Regions from separate parts of the Sus scrofa genome. Here region 2 is linked to region 1. Evidence: chromatin contacts called from public HiChIP or PLAC-seq data. All regions are on one chromosome and are shown on one strand. The core of a region is the stretch at or near the end of the contact, and the rest is flanking DNA. Distances in the headings are between cores, read along the strand shown. Region 1 holds the start of ELF2 (ETS-related transcription factor Elf-2). Region 2 holds the start of NOCT (nocturnin).

The links. HiChIP or PLAC-seq counts read pairs in DNA pulled down with a chosen protein or histone mark.
Region 2: a contact with region 1 is called in an H3K27ac HiChIP or PLAC-seq map of alveolar macrophages. The contact joins the promoter of NOCT here to the promoter of ELF2 in region 1. A contact is called at or near these places in 2 of 5 promoter capture datasets (fetal liver and liver), 11 of 47 Hi-C or Micro-C datasets (blood, brain, fetal heart ventricle and 6 more) and 2 of 2 datasets of contacts at active chromatin or transcription factors (alveolar macrophages and skeletal muscle).

What each region holds. Positions count from the first base shown.
Region 1 is chr8:87,770,244-87,777,757 of Sscrofa11.1, reverse strand. It overlaps ELF2 (ETS-related transcription factor Elf-2), which reads right to left and starts at 3,164. Exons shown (of 10, transcript XM_021101570.1): 1 at 2,913-3,164.
Region 2 is chr8:87,906,525-87,914,038 of Sscrofa11.1, reverse strand. It overlaps NOCT (nocturnin), which reads left to right and starts at 4,808. Exons shown (of 3, transcript XM_003129187.4): 1 at 4,808-5,186. The coding sequence starts at 4,997. It overlaps LOC110262015 (a long non-coding RNA gene), which reads right to left and starts at 1,223. Exons shown (of 3, transcript XR_002346497.1): 1 at 833-1,223.

The DNA.
Region 1 (7,514 bases), core at 1,915-4,414:
AGCAATTCTATCCCTAGGCATCTACCCAAGAGAATGAAACCATATGGCCACACAAAAACTTGTACTCAAGCTTTAAAGCTTCATCATTTGCAAAAGTCAAAAACTACAAACAATCCAAATGCCCATCAACAGGTCAACAGATAAATTATGGTATAATGATACCATAAAATACTATTCAGTGGTAAAAAAAATACCAACACATGGTAAAATATGGCTGAATCCCAGAAACAGTACAGTAACTCAAAAGAAGCCAGATGCAAAAGACTACATACTGTATGTTTCCATTTACATGAAATATCTAGAACAGGCAAATCTATAGAGACAAAACAAAAATCAGTGGTTGCTTGGGGCCAGGAGTGAGAATAAGTGTTAACCTCAAACAGGCCAGAGAGAATATATGAAAGTGATAAAAAGTTCTAAAACTGGCTTGTGATGATAATTTAACAATATATTTACTAAAAAAAATCATTAAATTTTGCATTCAAAATTAATTTTTGGTATTAAATAACTCAGAAAGCTAATTTTTTAAAAAATGTATATACCCAACAGAAATGAAAACACATCCATATATAAAAAACTTGTACACAATGTGCATTGCAGCATTATTCATGACAGCTAAAAGGCTGAAACTCAAATTCCATCAACTAATTAATGGATAAATAATATGTGGTATATCTATATAATGGAATGTTACTCAGCACTGAAAAGAAGCTATATAATGACATATGGTATGACATGGATGAATTCTGAAAACACTATGCTAAATCGAAGAAAGCAATTATGAAAGATCATACTTTGTATGATTCCATTTATATAAAATGTCCATTACAGGCAAATCTATAGAGACAGAAAGTAAATTAGTGATTGCCTAGGTCTAGGGGTTTGGGGCGGGTGCAGGAGGAAATGGACAATGACAGCTAATAGGTATGAGGTTCCTTTTTCAGGGTGATAAAAACGTTTTAAGATTTATTATGGTGATAGTTTCACAAATTTGTAAATATTTTAAAAACTACTGAACTGTACATTTCAAATTAGTGCAATGAATGTTAGGTGAATTATATCTCAATAAAGCTGCTATCAAAAATAACAAACCCTGGTGTACAATCTGTGAACAGGTAAAGCCATCAACACTGGTAAGGCCCTACCACAGCCACAGTCACAGATCTCTCTACTTAGCATAGAAAAATCTCAAAACTATAAATTCTTTCCACCCTACTTCGATCATTTTGTAAATGAGTATATATGTCTGAAATGAAAAGCGATGATCAAAGGAATCGGTTCAGTTGCTAAGCTTAAAAAGGCTGACACTAAATTTTCAAATTTCAAATGCCCAAGACATAACAATTTTCTACTTAGTGTTTACTAGGAGATGTCTCAACAATATTCATATGAACTCACTGTGTAAACTGCACTACACTATATTTAACCTTTATTTCTAAATCTCTTTAGATGTAATTCAGTAGTTTTCAGTCTTATAAAAAGTCATTCTACCTTTTGAAGAAAAGAAGAAATGCTGAAACTCAAATAGCCAATTCTATCTTAGTAAAGCATACGTTCTTCTGTGCATTCTGGCACTATTCTGTGATTATGGCACTACACAAAGTGCATAATTTACCTCTCTGATAAACTCACAGATAAAAAAGAAAAGCAAATCTGATTACCAAACACCAGATTACTGTTCTATCATCACCGGATTAAAATTTAAACCACACAGCTGAAATAAATGTTCATGAACACAAGAATGGGGGTGAAATTCAGTTTTACAACACAGTGTCCCCCTCTCACTCACTTAACGAAGTATTAAGAACTTAAAGACTATTTTGCATTGTAGCTAGCTCCTAGAAAAAAAAAGAGAGCCCAGGATGCTGGCACAGGAGAAACATTAGAAACTGGGCAATCTGGATCTCGGGGAAATGGAATATTTTCTGTCCTTTATTGACATGAAATAAAAATGCCCAAGTGGAGCAAGAGAGGGGACTGTGCTGCCTGGCTCGCAAAGCTGCTCCGGCAGTCAGTACCAGCCCCAGCAGGGCCCTCATCGTCCTCCTCCCGCGTTCCTCACGCATCCAGGAGCACAGTCTCTGAGGGCTAGCTTCGCGAAGAGAGGGTCCAGAAGGCGGTCACTGGACGCGCGTGTTAAAGTGCCCGTTTTTGTTTTGTTTAAAAAACAGATTCCTACCGGAGCCCTGCCTCCCGACTCCCGGGGGAATAGGGGAAGTGGCAGCAGCGGGCCGGAGTGGAGAGCGAGAATGGAAGAATGACCGAGTACAACCTGCCCTGCCAGCTAGTAGCGGAGGGAAGGAAAGGTAAGAGGCGGCGAAAAGGCCCGACTGAGAAGGAAACTGGTCTCCAGCCCTCCACGCCACCCCACGCGGCCAGAGCCTCCCTGGTCCCGCCCCGAGCTCGCCGCCCTGCCCCGGCGCCGGCCGCAGCCTCCCGCCCTACAGACCCTCCCAGGACGCGCTTCCTCCGGAGCCGGACCCCCGCCCTGGCCTCCCCGCGGGATAAGGCGGGTCAGTTCAGTCCGCTTCTCGGCCGAGGTGACTCGCGCGGCGATGTAAACACAGCGAGACCAGCTGCGCGCCGCCCATCCCCCCCCCCGCCGGGGTCCGTAACCTCTTCCCTCAGCCCTGCCCCGCGCCCGGCGCTCCCCGCAGGCCAGCGCGCCGCGCGCCTTCCCCTTTCTCCAAGTCTCCTCCCCGACCGTTGCCCGGGGGCACTCAGCCCCCTTCCCCCGCTGCCAGTCCAGTGTCACCGCCACAGCCTCCGGAAAACCCTCCGCAAACCCGGGAGCAAACAACACAGGCGCGGGGCGGGGGCGCGGAGGGAGGCGGCGGCACACGGGACAGCGAGGCTTTCTCGCCGCACCCTCCGCGCTCCCTCCCACCAGCATCGGCGGCCCGCGCTCTTACCTGCTCTCCGCGTCGCCGGGGAAGACCTCCGCTTCGCTTTCTCTCCCAGCAGGGCCGCGGACTAGTCCCCGCCGCCGTTGGCCAGGCGTCCGGAGGGAGCCGGGGCCTCCCAGCTGCCCGAGCCGCTTCGCTGGGAGAAAAGACAAAACAGCGGCGCGCCGCCCCGCGCAGAGCCCCTCGCCCGCGCCGCTCCACCGACCCCCCAACCGCCGAGGCGACGGCGGCGACACAGAGCCCGGCGCGGGGAGCAATGGTGGCCCCCGCCCTCGCCCTGCTCCCCTCCCTCCACCCCCCGCCTCGGCTCCTCCCACTCGGCCTCCTGCCGCCGCCACCAGGACACTCGAGTCCGCTTCCCCCACCCCGCTCGCTCCGAGCGCTCCTCCCCTCCCCACGCGGCGAGGGGGGGCGGCACCGCCAGTCACTGCTGCGCCTGTCAAACCCCGGCCGGCTATTTATACCCCGTGGGGCCCCGTCGCCCTTGGCCCCTACCAGCCCGCCAAACAAGCCTCTGCGGCTCACTCGAATCCACCCGCCCGGTATCCTCTAACTTCTCCCAAACCTGCTTTCTCAGGTAAAGACTCTCGCCACTAGAGCTGCTCCCAGCTTCGGGCTCCCCCATCCCGCTCCTGGCTCCGGCCCCAGCCCGGGATTGGCGCGGAGGCTCTCAAGCACTGGCCGGCTCGTGGGGGTGGCGCGGCCGCGCGTGCACCTGCAGCGCCCGCCCGCCTCTCCCCGCCGGCTGGGACCGCTCGCACACACTCTCGCCACTCTCTGAAGACCCCCGCGGGCCCCAGCTGTCACCCCACCCCCGCTCTGGACTTCCACCCTTCTCCTCCAGGGACGGCTCCACACTCAGGCAGCCTGACAGTTACTGGGTTGTGGAAACTCTTAGCCCGGGTCAGTCCGGTTTCCACTCCTCAGCCTGGGCTAAGTGGAGGGTGGGGGCGCGGGCGGGCTGGAGCGCGCCGCCTGCCCCGCCCCCGGCCCCTCCCCGGCCCGTGATGCTCATGGAGCCCCGCCCTGCCCGCCTCGGGCTTCTCGGCGCCGCCCATTCCTCCTCCTCCTCCTCCTCCTCCTCACCCTCCTTCCTCAACTCGCTAGCAAACGCCCAGCCTCGTACCCCCGCGGACCCCGCCCCATTCCCAGAAATTACCACCCGCCCAACCGCCGGGCCGCGCGGCGGTTGGTGCCCGCGTTTGCTGACTGGCGGGCGGTGGGGCTCAGCGCGCAGCTGCGGAGCGCGGCGGGCGGCCCCTTGGCGCTGCCCCCGGAGCTGCGGACGCTCGCCCCGAGCCATTGTCGGTCCTCCCTCGGCCGCCGAGGAACGGAGAAGTAACTCAAGCTCGACGACTGTCGATGCGAGAATGCGGGAGTGTGTTGGTGCAAGAGTATTTTAGTCCAAGTGCCTACAAATTCAAAAATTAAAACCCAACAGTAGGTGCATGCTTCTGGTTTCCCCACTTTCACACAAAGGGGAGCCTCTGAGCAGGGCATTCACGCGCCTTCAAGTGCACAAAAGCCAATGACACGGTGCCCGGGGTTGCCCAGTGTTTGGCGTGCATCATTAATGACCTTTCTTATGCACAGTTATGCATACTAGCGCTTCAATATATTCCCCTCCAACCACTGCCGCTGCTTTTTCTTATATTTGTTTAACAAAGAGCAGTGCCTGTCCCGGTGCGTGTGGGGACTAATCCTGCTCTCCTCTCGGACTCTTGTACGCTAGTGGACGTGGCGCTGTATTCCCCAGGTTCGTTTCCGGGCTCTAGCCCTACTTTTTTGGGGTCTTCGTAACCAGTCCTGAGCGAAGGAGAAACTGAGGAATGTAAGCGGTAGTTGTTCTTGAAAGTAACATGGGAAATCACAGAAATAACCCTAGAATAGGTCTCAAATGTCAGAGAACCACAGGAGGCCCTACCCTACTGACTTAAGTCTCTAAAGAGCCTAAGAATTTAATGATCTTCTCTTTTTTTTTTCAAAGCTATTATTGATGCCTGTTTATGTAGAGGGGTGATACGAAGCAGGGCTCGGGATTCCTTCTTTCCTTTCTAAAAAAGCAACTCTGGGGATCGTTGCTTTTAAACAGAGAGGAAATCTGGACAGCAGAAAAGGTTAGTCAAAGAGATCCTCTGAACATTGATGAAGTTTTATGGATTCCTGAGTTCTAAAATATGGCGACTCTTGGCACCTTTTTAAACTAAAGAATGTATAAAATCTTAGAACATTCAAACCTTTCATAACAGGATACTACAAATAGCACCCGTTCCAGGGCAGTATTTCTAATCCCCTATTTCCTGTAAAATAACCGACCACTTAAGGGAACTTTTGTCCTTTTTGATATTTGTAAGGGATTAATAATCAGTACTACTGCATCTCCATGACAATAACATGGCATATTAAGGAGCATGCAACAACAATGCCTGGTTTCTGTGGATAGGAACAGATCTCGCCTGCTGGGTCAAATCATTCCCGTTTCCAACTACCACGAGAAGAAATATAGCTCCCCTACTGTCAATTGGAAATAAGCTGGAAAGTCCCAGGCAGAAACAGTGGTGAATAACATTAGTGTTCCCAATTTTTCACTGCTCCGTGCACACCCTTTGAAATGTGGCTTTGTAGTTCCTCTCATTAGAGACAGAATGTTTCTCCACTCCATTCTTTGGCCAGTTGCTCTTGGCCAAAGGAATATGGATGACAGTGTGACAGTTCTGAGCCTCACCTTAGGAAGGGTATTGCATGTTGCTGCTTGCCTCTCTCACATCTGCCTTTCGAAATGTAAAGAATATGCCTGGGTAGTCTGCTAGTACAGGAAGAATGAGATACATGAAGCGGTCCTGAACTATCTCCAGCTTGAAGCCAGTGATCTGCAAAAATGAAAAAGAAAAAAAAGAGTGTTGTGTTTTGAGGTGGTTTGCTACCCAGAATTAGTGTTACTGATTGACTGGTACAGTAGGAAAGAGAGCAACCTGCTCTCTTGAGATTGGCCTTGGAGTTGCCCAACTTGATGTCTCTGAGGCAGCTCTTTGATAGTCTTGGAAAGACATCCCTTACAGAAGCCAGTGAAGTAAGGAACCCAGAAAGTTTGAGCAAAGCATTCAAAAGACCTCAGGTTCAGAAGGAAAGGGCTGATATGAGCAGCAATCCTAGCATGATTACAGAATAGATCTCTATGTGATAACTAGATTACTTTTGCTTCTTTTTTAATATTACAGTTAATTTTTTAATTATACAAGTGTTTCATTAATACATTCTCATCAGTAATTTTCAGATAATACAAAATAGATTTTTTAAAAAGCCAAATCTGCTTTCCTTCTCTGGTTTTCTTTCCACTCATACCCGACACATACCCAGCCATCCCATACCTCCACTGTTCCACAGGCAACCATAAAAGTTTAGCATTTTAGCCTCCAGACTTTTTTCTGTGCATTTATATTCATCTACATGCAAGTATATATAGATTAAATATTAATAAGATTATATGCAACATGTACTGGGTAGAATGCATTTGTACTTCTTTTCTGTTTATTTCTCATTTGTTTTCTCTAATTATCTGAGTCTCTTTTTAAATTTCAACCTGTCTTCAGTATGAGAGGCTAGCCCAGAGAAGAGATTTTCCCCACTTTTATATCAGACTATTAAATGGGAGAAGGGCCCTTTAGGTGTGAGCATGATAAACAACAGGTGGAACGCAGGAGAAGACTAAATTCTTCGAGCAAGTGGTAGCCAGTAAATCATTTGTCCTCCCAAATTGGAAATTCTCTTTCTTGGTCGCATCCTTAGACGCTTTAAGTTATAGTTGATGAAATAAGGTTTTAGTCACTTATAACACTTCAAAGTGAGTAATCCAAGAGAACAAGAGAATGCCATGCTGCCTTTATTTTTTATTTATTTTTTTTTACTTTAAGGGTCTCACCCTGGGGCATATGGAGTTTCCCAGGCTAGGGATCAAATCAAAGCTGTAGCCACTGACCTACACCACAGCTGACGGATCCTTAACCTACTGAGCAAGGCCAGGGATCAAACCTGTGTCCTCATGGATGCTAGTCAGGTTCATTTCTGTTGAGCCATGATAGGAACTCCCCGTGCTGCTTTCTGACCAGCCTTGGGAGTCACACACCATCACTTATGCCCTATTCTACTGGTCACACAAACCACTCCCAACTCAGTGTGGGAGGGCACTACATGGACGTGAACATGGAAAAATGAGGATCACTAGGGCCATGTTAGAAGCTGGCTATCACTAGGGCCTTCCACAGTGGTGAATTTTGAGTGACTGACATAGTCTTTAAACTTGTTGGTTTCCCTCATTGCAAGCAGGCAAATCCCAGGTTATCAAGAACTATGTAGACTTTGTAAGAACAGCCAGAAAAAAAAAATCTCTTCTTTTATCTCTCTTTAAAGAATAGTTAGTTCTGGGCAACTGTCCCGTTTATATTTTGGTGTTAACCAACCTTATCGGTGAGCCACTGTACCCATCCCTTCCACCACCCCTTTCTGGGCTTCTCTAAAGATAATTATTCATAACTGTCCCATGCCATGGGTCTGCAAAGGAACCCAGTCCCAAAACTGTTTTAGGTAACTTCTTGCCTTTTATGAATCAGA
Region 2 (7,514 bases), core at 3,559-6,058, 130 kb before region 1:
CTGGAACCTTCACGTGCCACAGGTACAGCCCTAAAAAGAAAAAGGAAAAGAAAAAATACACTGAAGAATAAAGTGATAGAATTAGAGTGTTCATTACTTTGTTTTGTTTTGATTACTTATCAACTGATACACCATTGGTCTGTACAGTGCTGTGAACTGAATATGTTCCCTCTCACCCCAAATTCATAGTTTGAAGCCCTAACCCCTAATATGACTATATTTGGAGAAAAGGCCTTCAAGAAGTTAATAAAGATTAAATGAGATCATAAGGGTAGGGCCCTAATCCAATAGGATTGCTGGTATTATAAGAAGAGGAAGAGGTTCCCTTGTGGTTCAGAAGGTTAAGGATCTGGCATTGTCACTGCAGCAGCTTAGGTCACTGCTGTAGCACATGTTCCATCCCTGGTCTGGGAACTTCCATGTGCCATGGCCTTGGCCAAGAAAAAGAAGAGGAAGAGAGCGATTTCCTTTCCCCTCAAGTCCACATATGTGTAGGTATCTGTATGTGTGCAGGGATAGGTATGGATATACCTTCACTTAAGACAGCTGAAGTTAGGCATTAATGGATAAAGGAACTAGTGGAACTGCTTTGAAAATAGCAGTGCTAAGCAGAAAGTCTCAACAGGGGAAAAACTACAACTTCTATGATAAAGTTCTTTTTCAGCTGCAGAAATTCCTAGGCCAGGGATCAAACATGAGCCACAGCAGTGACAATGCCGGATCCTTAATCCACTGAGCCAACTGGGGAATTCCTACAACATCTCTGTTTCCTGACTCCTCCTCAATTTAGATTTTGAGGTTGCTCCAATCTTCAGAGAAAAAGAAAGCTCACCTCATTCTTTAGCCTATTGTTCTTTCATTGGTCTCCTGCCTGCCAGGCCCTGGGACCACTGCCATCTGGTTTCCACCACCGCCACCACCACGCCGCCGATGTGCAGCTGTTCACACAAAGAGCACTTCTCTTTGTCAAATCCAGAGGATTCACTGGCTGCCTCGACCTCTTGGGAGCATTCATCACCGTCCCACTCTTCCAGAAACTTGTCTCTTATTTCCCAGATACCAATCTCTCGGTTCTTCTCTCAAGTCTTTTTCCCTTCCAATGATCCTGAAAGGCGTGTGTTTCACAGGGATTTCATCCTGAATACTTTTCTCTCACTTAAAAGGCTTTTCGTGAGTGACCTCATCATCCACGGCTTCAACTAGTAGACTCTCAATAGTGTGTGGCCCTGACCCTGCCATGAACTCCAGGCCCTTAATTTTATTTGCCTACAAAGTGACTCCACCTGGGTGTTCCCGGGACCCATCTCAGTTAAATGCTCTGCTCTTAACTCAGTGCCCTCCCCGACAAAGGCATCTCCACCTGTTTTCCTTGTTTGGTACCATTATCAACCTGTCACTTAACTCATTTCTAGAAGCTGGACTCTCCTCCCTTGCCCCCTGGATTGATCTATTTAATTTTTGCGGGTGGGGGGGGCGGGGGTGGTAGGCCCGAACCTGTGGTATAATGGAAGGTCCAAGGCCAAGGGTCAAATCAGAGCCGCAGCCACCAGCCGATGCCACGCAGGATCTGAGCCTCGTCTTCGACCTACACCACAGCTCTCGGCAACACACACCAGATCCTTAAAGCCAGGGATCAAACCCTTATCCTAAGCAATGTGGCCTGCTGGGCCACAATGGGAACTCCCCGCCCCCTGGATTTTATCTCTGGCTCAACCCTGTGGTTCCGTCTCCTTCATAGTCCACCATCCCTGCTGCTGGTTTAATTGTTTGGGAGGTCATGTTGAGGGAGGAACAAGGATGTGCATTAGAATCACCTGAGTGGTTTTCTTTGCCGATAAGCATGCCCTACCCTGCCCCTCCCTCCTCCAGAGAGTCTGACCTGCCTGGAACTCTTCCTCACCAGCACTGTTCTTATTCTTTCCTGGTCTTCCATCCATCCTCCACACTGCTGACAGGGAATCTTTCCAAAATGCCACCCTCAAAGTACAACCTACCTGGCTTTCCAAGGTTTCCCAGGACCTCCAGGATAAAGTCCAAACTCCTCTGAAAACCCTTGACGATTGGTTCTTGCCCACAGCTTCCACCTCACCTCCTGCCCCGCCCTTTCAGACACCGGGTACTCAAGGCTTATTAAAGTGTGGTACTCACTGTTCCTGAAACACCCCTACTGTCATTCCCTTGCTGTTTGTTTTCTTTCTGCCTGGAAATCACTTTGTTCAAAAAACCTCTCCTGACTTCTCCAGGCAGTCAGGGACTTCCTCTTCTGTGTTTCCACAGAAGCTCGTTCATATCATGATTCTGTATTTTTTATCAGATGATTGTAAGTATTTGTGTTTATACGATGTCTCATCCACTAGACTGAGCAGACTTTGTTCAGTTCATTTTCATGTGCCCTAACGAAGAGCCTTAATATGTGCTCAACAAACGCTTACTGAGTGAGTTGTTTTTTTTTTTCCCCACTGTACAGCAAGGGAATCAAGTTATCCTTACATGTATACATTACAATTACATTTTTTCCCCACCCTTTGTTCTGTTGCAACATGAGTATCTAGACAAAGTTCTCAATGCTACTCAGCTGAGTTTTTGAAGTGAATAAAGTTTTAATTTATATTTTTCTGATTGCTTAAAGTATACTGCATTTAATATATAACAAAAATAATACTACTGACCTGTTTTCAGAACAGCATGCACTTCGAATCCCGTTTAATAATGGCAGTTTAGCAGTTCCCTGGTGGCCTATCGGTTTAGGATTGGGCATTGTCACTGCTGTGTCACAGGTTTGATCCCTGGGCAGGGAACTTCCGAATGCCTCAGGTGTGGCCAAAAAAAAAAAAAAAAAAAAAAAGAAATCATGAGGTCGCAGGTCCTGGCATATATATGATGACAGTTTAAGTATTTTATGGAATGGATCGGCAGCTGGGATATGCTTTATAGCACAGGGAACTAAATGTTCTGTGATAACCTATATGGGAAAAGAATTTGAAAAAGAATGACTATGTGTATATGTATAACTAAATCACTCTTTTGTACAGCAGAAATCATCACATCATTGTAAATCAACTATACTTCAATAAAACTTTTAAAAAATAAAAAATGACAGTTTATATTCGAATAGTACTTTCAGCACTTTATTTTGAATATATCCAAACATATGGAAAAGAAAAACAATTGTAAGTGAACTCCTATAGACCCTGGATTCTAATTCAAAATTTTGATATATTTGCAAAATGCTTTTTATTGACAAATTTTCTCATTGCCTTTTATTTCACCTAATGACTAAGGTATGATTCTACCTGTTTTTATAGATAAGGAAACAGAAGATTTACTAATTTGCCAAGAAGCCTGTCTCCCAGGAGTTAGGATCAACTTGAGCCAGCTGACGCCTCCACACCCTCTGGGTTCAGATATACAGCCCAGGTCTCAAAAATGTTTTGAATATCCTTGGTAATGAAAAGCTTCCAATTCCACAAGACAGAAGAACCAGCAAAATCATGGGAAATCCAACAAGAAAACATTTCTCATTCATAAGTCATTCAGAGAGGAATCCAGTCTTGGCAACCACCACTCTTCCCTTACTGATTAGTCATTGTTCTCTGCGCAATCTATCTGAGCTGTTTCTTCCATTCATTCTTTTCCAGTACCAGATACAGGTCTAGACTATCTTTCGTATCCATGGGTCTACTCTCTCCTGCCTTTCCATGTCCCCTGAGATACATGACCTCCAATTAAAGTCAGGCTGGGGTTTCCCATGGCCTAGGGGTTTAGCATCCCACAGTTGCCACTGCTGTGGCTCAGTAAGATTCGTGGGGTGGGGGTGGGGTAGAAAGAAAAGAAAGAAAAGAAAAGAAAAGAAAGGAGGGAGGAAAGAAAAAGAAAAGAGAGGGAAAAAGCACGGTCCTAAGATATATCCTTGCTCAGCTCACAATTTCCTACCATATTAGATGTAGTCTCATCTCTGCCTTCCATAGGCAGAGGTTATATAACCTATCCAAGCATCTGTCTTCTTACTCCTTACCTTCCATCCTATAGAACTAAGAACTGTTCCTCCAAATACACTTAGGGCTTTCTCTTTATTCTCTTCCTTCATGTGTAAATCATCACCACTTCCCACCCAATTTCCACAAGTGTAAATCTTAGACCTCAAAGCCCATCTAGAAATCCCAGGCCTGTTTATGACTTCTATCACCAGCCTTGCGGAAACTTGTGACACTGATCTTAATCTGCCTTGTTGAGCTTTAAGGTCTGATTTCTCTTGCTACCTTCGGCCCCCTTTGCCTGAGTATCACATCCTTGAGGAGAGGGATGTTGTCTTAGCACCGCCCTCGCACACACTCCGGGTCCTATCATGCTTAATTTCGTTTAACGCAGTATATCCTCCCGAAAGGGCCGGAGGCATACGCCCTTTGCCGGATTCACATGTACTCTCACACGTACACACAAATGCTACCTTCCACTCGGACACACACGTGTCCCCAGGGCCAGAGCCTTGGAAAGGTCTCGGGACTCCCAGCCTGTGGGCGTTTCTACTACAGCCAGCGGAAGGGGAGATACATTTCTTTAAAATCGCACCAAAGAATCACTTGTTACTTTGGGCCTCCCACGGCCTCCATCCAATAAACACCTTAAGCTCTTCTTCCTGTCGAAGCAATATCACACCGGTTCTGGGAGTCCCACCCTGGTCGCTCTGGGCTCCGGTCCCGCGGATCCCCCTCTGCCGGTCCCGCTTGGTAGCGCCCACTTTGTCAGCTCGCGGCTCTGGCCGGTTATCCTCCAGCTCTCGCCGGCCCGCGGCAGACAGCGGCTCCGCCTCGTAGCAGCTGCTGCCACCTCTCCGTCTCCGGCTCGAGGTCCAGGACTTTCCGCCGAGCCGCGGTTGCGCGAGAAGGAGCCGGGGCATCTCTGCTTGGACTGACCCGAGAGTCGGCTCGGCTCGGCCGGGCCCCGAGGATCTGTGGGCGCGCGAGGAGCCGCGGCGGTTGTGGCAGCGGCGCCCGGCATGTTTCAGAGCCCGCGGCGGCTCTGCTCCGCCCTGCTGCAGAGGGACGCGCCCGGCCTGCGCCGCCCGCCCGGCCCGCCGCCGCGCCGCCGCTCGCCCCCGCCCGCCGCCGGCCCCAGGCCCGCATCCCCCCGGCTCCTGGCGGCGGTCTCTGCGGCCCAGGGCGCCGCGAGGTCGTCGTCCCGAACAGGTGAGTGCACGGTGGTTCCGGGCGGAGAACGCGGCGGCGGCCAACGCGCGGCCGCCACCTGGAGACCGCGCGGAATGAATGAGAAGCCGGGGGCTGCCGGGCGGTGGGGTCCGACGGGGAAGCGTGTCCTCCTCTCGCTGAGCCGCGGTCTCCGCTACTCTTTGCCCCTCTGCCCTCGCCTTCCCTGGCCTGGGGCTTGCACGTCCGGTAAGAGCTGGAACCCGGTGGTAGCTTCCCGTTTATCGTCGCATGCCGCGCTTTCAGTATTTCTCGCTCTTGACCTAGGTTAAGCTTCCCCCTTCCGAGGCCGCAGATGATTTCTGTTGGTTTTACTTCTAATCGTGATGAAACATTTTATGCAAAAGAAAAAACACTCATTGGATCATATGGCCTGTACGACTTAGATGCTCTGAATTTTTTTAAATGTCATGCTAACTATGTTACAAAAGAATCACTTGCGCATTGACTCTTTTTACATTTATTTGAAAATTGTTCGGAGACTTCCACTCTTAATATTTATGTCATTTTGCGTCCTGTATACCTGGGTTAAGATCGTGTAAAGGTGATGCCATCCGTTTTCAGAGAGTCAGTTTTCCGTGTCACGTGCTCTGGACTTCCCCTATTTTGCCACCTTGGTTTCAGCCTGAGGACTCATTAGGGCGGCCACAATTTACATACAGATTACTCATACTTTTAGGAATAAAGCTTCTGTTTCAAACCTGGCAATTTTATCACACCGAAAAAAGTGTAAAGAGATGCACTTGACAGTCACTGAGATCTTCTTTCCCGGTTCTATAGGAATTTGGCACATTGTGAAATTACTGTTAGAATGGATACCACCTAATAACTGCTGGTGTTTTTTTCTTGCTGGGAATCTTCAAGAGGAACATTGTTAGGTTGGAGGTGGGAGAAATTAAAGAAAACCAGTTGGTGTCTCCTGGATCATATCTCATATCTTAACCTCTTACCTTAAATTCTCTCTGAGTCCTTCAGAGGCAGAGTTAGTCAGTAGGTTCATTCTGGGACTACAGATAGTTTGTGTAATACAGACAGATAGCTGTGCTGTTAGCTGGGGAAGAAAGGTCACAACATTTGGGATCTTGGGCTTTTGACGCAGGTGTTTAATGAACTTTCTAGAAGTTCTCTGATATCCCGTGGTATTACAAATAAAGAAATTGAAAGACATTATTGTAGATAATTACTACTATAAGAGCTAGGCAATTTTCTGGATTCATTCAGTTTTCGCTTTAGCAACTTGTTGGAAGGAATTCATGAATGCGATTTATATGCTCATCGCTTGATCACTCAAAAAGTCTTGACAAGGAGTTCCCGTTGTGGCTCAGTGGTTAACGAATCCAACTAGGAACCGTGGGGTTGCGGGTTCGATCCCTGGCCTTGCTCAGTGGGTTAAGGATCCGGCGTTGCCATGAGCTGTGGTGTAGGTTGCAGAGGCAGCTCGGATCCCGTGTTGCTGTGGCTCTGGCGTAGACCGGCAGCTACAGCTCCAATTAGACCCCTAGCCTGGAACCTACATATGCTGGGAGAGCAGCCCTAGAAAAGACCAAAAAAAAAAAGTCTTTACAAAATGTCTCATGTTGTGGCTCAGCGGTAACAAACCCAACTAGTGGTAACGAATCCTTGAGGATGCAGATTCAATCCCTGGCCTTGCACAGTGGGTTAAAGATCCGGCATTGCCCTGAGCTGTGGTGTAGGTTGCAGACATGGCTTGGATCTAGCATTGTTGTGGCTGTGGTGTAGGCCACAGTTGCAGCTCTGATTCGACCCCCAACCTCGGTATCATCCATATACTACAGTTGCCGCCCTCAAGAGCTAAAAAAAGAAAGTCTCATTCTGTAGGTGCTTTATTATATAGGAGGGTAAAAGAATGTGAGGTTTCGCCTGCCTCTGAGGAATTTAGTGCCCAGTAAGAGAGATGAGCTTTGCACAAAGACATGACTGTTTAATGAAATAAGGTACTTTTTATTCTCTTACAATTAAAGGTTTGCAAATGGCATGAGGGTGCTGGAGAGCGGGAAGTCCCTCTGCACTGGTGATCTTTAGGCTTCAGAAAGTGGTTGGCATTTGAGCTGGACCTTGAAGCATAGGTAGGATTGAAAGAGTTAAAACATTTTGCTTGGGAAGAGCCAGGAGCAAAGTGGAAGGCCTGAGGCAGGAATATGGCAGGATGAAAGAAGAGGTTCCTTGCAAAACGTTTCCCAGAGATCCTCGGAACCAGCATTAGGTGCTTTTAAAATAGGTGCAGATTCATGGATCCTACTGCGGACTTATTAAACAGAATCAGTTATTGGTGGGCCCCAGATTCCACAT